2 separate regions of the Gossypium hirsutum genome follow, and region 2 is linked to region 1. A link is a contact called in public Hi-C data. All regions are on one chromosome and are shown on one strand. The core of a region is the stretch at or near the end of the contact, and the rest is flanking DNA. Distances in the headings are between cores, read along the strand shown. Region 1 holds the start of LOC107898968 (O-acyltransferase WSD1). Region 2 holds the start of LOC107948978.

Region 1 (2,880 bases), core at 161-2,660:
ATATACAGAGGTGTAACATCAACAAACTTGTCTACCAGCATATTGTTTTCTCAATGAAGGAAAATAGGCGCAGAATTGCAGATTCTTAAATGCAACTTATCTAATAAGGCTAAATGTTTAGATCTTTTATATCCTCTACCATTTCACTAAAAAGATTAAAGTATTTATATTTAATTATTTATGTGAAAAATTATTAAAATTATATATAAACTTTACCTGATTTGAATTTTTGAATTAAAATTTTGTTATCTAATTCATTAACAATATATTACTATTATTTATTAAAATATAAGTCTTTTCAATTAAATGCATAATTGTAAGGCAGATTGAATGAAAACAACTAATGGGTTATTTAATGTGCAAGTGACATAAATTTTAGTACCAAAAAATAGCATACCACTCCAAGCTTGGTCTTGATTTGTTTGATGTGATCAAGTGAAAATGTCATTGTTGAAACTACAATTGGCTTGAACTCTACTCCAGGACCCCCGGATCTTATCAAACTAATATCATCTTCAACATAGCTGCTTTTCAACAGGCTCCACCCAAAATCTGATACGGTGTTGAAAGCTGACCATAAGACATTAGGAATGTTCTTGAAGATGCAGTTGGTCTTGAGAGAAAGACTTGTGGTTGTGGGGGCTGAAGTAAGTGAAGGGAATGTCAATGGAACCGAAGGGTTGTCCGCTCTTTGTAGACAAGAAAGAAGAGCACCCATGAGAGAAAAGCCGTCACCCAGTGAGTGATGGAGCTTGAATATTAGATTACCAGCTGCATTGCTAGTTGGGTACTTGATGATATGAATGTTCCATAGTGGCCTGTTATGTGGGAGTTGTTCCATTGCTATTTTGGACAGATAGTTGCTTAGATGGTTGTCATAAGATGCTGGTGATAACCCTGGTGGAAAATTAGGGATGTTTACATGATCTTCTAGCTTTACTTCTACCTTTTTCCACTGCTTTACTCCATTTTCATCTTTAACCTGTCTCTCAGCATCACTTTAATAGTTAGCACCATTGAAAGATGATTGAGAAAGAGAAAATAAAGTGTAAGACATATATATATACCATGAGGGAACAGAAGCGAGGATTAATGGGAAGGAAGACATCTTTAAGCAAAGCCAAGGCTGGGGAATCATCGATAGGGATATCGGAGTCCAAAACAGCAAGAACACAAATGGACAGCACTGAGCTGTTGAAATACTGACCAGTGGGACTAACTGGCTCTGAAGACTCACCTTCATCTACATTCAACTCTTTCACCATGTTTCTATATTGAGCTTCACTTCCAATGTTCATTATGATTCTCGATTCTAATATCTAACTTGAGTTGATGAGGGTCTCAGGGTTTGGGTTGCCCTATTTATGTAGTACATTTATTGTAGATCCCAATTATCATGAGACTGAAGCATGTGAGATAGGTATAAAATGTTGGGTTGTTCAATAATTTCCTTCTCAGCTTTTATTATTACTTGTGGTAGGTGTTCATCATCAATTGTCAATTCTCTGTCTTCATCCATATAGGGGGCCTAAATTTATTGATGCAACAACATTGACATAAAGAGGCTAATCAGCTCGTCTACCGAACTTAGAAATATTATTATTTGTTAATGTGGTATTGGGTCAATTCTTAAATGATTTTTATGGGTTTTTAGCATTTAAGTTTAAGATTTATTGTGCATAATTATATGGTGTCAAAATTTTAACATGTATTTAGATTTTAGTTTAGTTTGTTGACTTTAGTCTGAATTGTATCAATTCTTAATTTATTTATATTATAATGATTTGATTTGATTTTATAATTACTTTGATAATTCATTTGTAATAGTTTGATACTTATAGTTTCCTTTTAAATATCTATTTTTATTTTTATTTTAAATTTTTTTTATTTTTAGAATTTTCACAATTAAACAACAAAAATAAAAACCCAATAATAATTGAATTACCATTAAAATTTTAATCAGCACGTTTTTGTTCATAGTAACTATTAGAATATTATTACCAAAGGTGAAATAACGGGGGTCATTCTGACCAAGAAGTATGGGTCATTAATTGGGCGGCTAGCCCTGGGATTAGGACGCGTGTTCCTTTTTGTTTTTACACCTTTCGGGTTTGTTTTACTATTTCTGCCGTTGATTATCCTCTATATTACTTAAAACTTGTGTTGTCTTTTAATACTTAACACAATGATGGTCTCTTCAATTATTTTTTTGATTAAAATATATTATAAATTATTTTATTATTTATAAATTTAGATTTTTTTAATTTTTAATTTTAAAAATTTAGGTTTAATTACTAATATTATAAAATTAAAATTTATTAATATTGCATTTTGAAATAAAAAACATATTTTATAATAATGTAACTAAAAATAATATTATGATAAATAAAAATATAACAAAATAATTTTAATTATTGAATTTATTTTTATTGCTCCTGCGATCGGTTTCCCTTAAAAGTAAAGAGAAGTAATGAAGGTAGGAGAGACTATATTTCCGTACCGCATTTTGTGGTGGAGAAGGTTACTGGGCTGTGAACTTGCAAACATCATAAAAGGCTAAAGAAAGAAATAATACTAATAATAATAAAACCCTTCAGCTCTTTAATGTGAATTTGTAAAAATGGTAGTTGAATATAGGTGGTGTTCATCAATTCCGTCCAGGTGTATTTATTGTCGAGAGAAATTGGATTTTTGACTCTTAATGGGAAGTATTATTTCACTCCAGGTGTCTTAGTTGATGGTTGGTATACATATAACTTGCAAGCTCATAAAAGAGGTTATGTAAAAGTACACTTAGGTTGTATCTACATCAACTGTGAATCGAGGTGTTCTCTTGAGTGGAACAATACTTTCTGTTGAGAGTTCGACATCCAACACCTC
Region 2 (2,935 bases), core at 354-2,853, 160 kb before region 1:
CAAATTATTAATAATAAAATACAAAATTAGATGCAAAAGCATACTTGAATCCATTGATATCATAAAATTTGGAAACCTTGTAATTTTGATTTTTCAAATTAATCCTCGTGGGTAGATTGATTTTAGATTCATTCTATATAAATTGAATTCTCCTCTTTTCTTGTCCGTAATCAAAGAGTTAGTGAGACTTCTTAGGTATACCACCAAATTTTAGTGAATCCTTATTTAATTTTATTTTTTTTTTGAAGATGAGAAGTTAGAAAAGTTACTATATGCAATTTGGGATCATAACCCTAGTATGTAACTTTTTTTACATTAATCTTAATTTCTAATCAGCCCATCATCAATTAGAAATTAGTTACTAGATTGTCTACATGTATTACTTTATTTAATAATTGAAGCCCAATAAACTTTAGCTAAATTAGATCACTTTTAATTTAAATTAATATTTTATGATAGTAAATAATAGCATGTAATTATTCTTATTATATATATGGCGTTTATATTTTTTTTCCAACAATCACTTCATGTGTTACTTGTAATGTGATACTCCTTTCACCTTTAATTTTGCCCCATTGACTTTTCTAACTAACTTAGAGCCGGAGTATTATTGTCCAAGAGTAAATGTTTGATTAGGAAAATCACATAGGATAATATAGATTTCATTGATGGTTTCCGGATGTTGTATTTTTAGAGTTTTGAATTTGGTGGTTAACATTTGCATCTTGAATTGTTTAAGTGTACTAATACATTTATGGGCTGTTTCAAATGTCTCATGCCTCTTTAACAATAATGCACTTAGAGATCCTCTTAAATTCTTGTTGATCAATGCCACAAAAGATATCATAAAATGCTTTAAAGTTGGCATTAGCAAGTCTCTCTTTATTATTGGTCCATTTAAACTTAGACTAATGGGCGCTAAAAAGTGCTTTTGAACCCAAATGCAAAAGCACTTTTTCTAATTTCTTGCATTTGGAAAAATGGGAAAAGTATTTTTAAAGTCAAACATTTTTAATTCTTATTTATAATTTCTTATTTATAATTTTACGTGATATTTAAATTGGATATAAAATTATTTTTCTATTGAAATTTATTCTAAATATATAAATCATATATATAAATTTGTAATGATTATATTTTAATATTTAAAATATTATTTACATATTCAAATTAAATTTTACAAATAATTAATGCTAATTGCTTAAAAATATTCAAATATTATATTTTATATATCAAAATATTAATAACGAATTATAAATAATTATTTTATATTTTTATTGAAATTTTATAATATTAATGAATTTAATGATTATTTAAATAATTTTTTTTACTTTAATAGGTTATAAATTCATTTATCAAAAATACTTTTTTTTTTTACAACAACACGAAAATTCATACTAAATTGAACAAAAGTTGAAATGGAGAAATGAAAAATGTTGAGACAAAAGGTTTGTCTTTTACTTATCTCTACAAGTAATTGAGACGTGAAATATTTATTTCCATTTTAGCATTGTAGATCATTACCCGCCAAAAGCCCCAAACACCTTGATTGCCAGCCAAGGATGGCGCCAAATTTGGGCGCCAATCTCCAAACCATAGCTTTCCCGCTAAATTCACCCGCCACGCTTACCTTAAACTCCCCTCTAAAGCTTCAAATACAAAAGCCCACCACACCTCTGTCACACACACCATCCAAACCCCGCTTTCTTCGATCTCACTAAACTGTTTATCGAAATTCCCGAAAGGGTCTCAGACTACTACTAAGCGTCAAACAATGGTGGTTTCTCTCGGTCCTGGCAAGTTCTACGGAAGCAGTCTTCCACGGCCTCGCATCTACACCGACACCAAGTTCAACCCCGGACGCGTGGATCCTCCTGTTCCAGTCCTTGATCCGCTGCTCTCATGGGCCGATGAAGCCCATTGGTCCATGGGTGGTCTCAGTTTCAAGCGCCTTCGCCTCCAAGGTCGCATAGAAGGCAACGTCAAAAGGCTTAAAGCTCAGCGCAAGAAGCTCCTCAAGGACACCCCCGACAGGGGTCTTAACCTTAAGAAAAGCTTAAGGGACGATGAAGATGACGAAGACGTATCTCCCCCTCCTGCTCCCGTGGCGGTTAAAAGGAGGAGGTTCTTGGATCTTAACGATGACGACGACACCGAGGATGAAAACAAAGGCGATGATGATGAAGTAACGGTGGCGAAGAGAAAAAAGAAGAGGGTATTGAGGAACGGTGCGGTGCGGAAACTGGGCGATGATTTTGAGCGAGTGGCGAAGAATAGCGGCTTGGTGAGCAAAAGAGAGGAACTTTAGCGATGGGATAGGTAGCGATGTGAAGAAGATGGTGGAGGAGGTTAACAATGAACCGGAAAGTGAAGGAGATAAGGAGAAAACAGAGGCGCAGAGTGGGAGTAGTAGGACTTCACCAAGATAGGCAAGGCGTAGCCGCTATTAAGGTTAATGTATGTTTGTTTTAATTTGGTGTTGCTGTCATTTAGAAGCATTGTTAATCGTAAATACAAACTGATTTTGGTTTTTAATATCCAAGGTGACACTCCATTGATTTGGGGTTCCTGCATATCTACTTGACAGAATACTAATTTGGAAATTAGATGTTTCATGTTAGTGAATAATTTACATTCCCGATAAAATAATAATCTAATCATATTATAGTACTTTCATTCACATTTTAATAAAAATTTCTACCTCAATTTTTATTTACCAAGTAAAAATAATTAAATAATTGAGGAAAATCCTCAACTTCAAAATCTTAAACCTTTAATTTACTTTAATAGTTAGTTTTTTTTAATCAATTATACATAAAATTTGGGGTAATAAATGAAAATGTTGAAAAGATGATCTAGTTTAGTGTACAGAGTTCGTTAATATGTTGAAAAAGAAATTATTTGAGAAATTAGGTTGAAATTGATGGGGATGTGG

Evidence for each region. Hi-C and Micro-C count contacts between places; a contact is called where the count stands out from the background.
Region 2: a Hi-C map of leaf shows a contact between it and region 1, with 1.6 times the contacts expected there. The contact joins the promoter of LOC107948978 here to the promoter of LOC107898968 in region 1. A contact is called at or near these places in 3 of 34 Hi-C or Micro-C datasets (hypocotyl and leaf).

The regions. Positions count from the first base shown.
Region 1 is chrA04:81,685,662-81,688,541 of Gossypium_hirsutum_v2.1, reverse strand. It overlaps LOC107898968 (O-acyltransferase WSD1), which reads right to left and starts at 1,410. Exons shown (of 5, transcript XM_041111511.1): 1 at 1,068-1,410; 2 at 398-982. The coding sequence starts at 1,298.
Region 2 is chrA04:81,845,186-81,848,120 of Gossypium_hirsutum_v2.1, reverse strand. LOC107948978 reads left to right here and starts at 1,603. Exons shown (of 3, transcript XM_016883662.2): 1 at 1,603-2,457. The coding sequence starts at 1,775. The coding sequence ends at 2,308.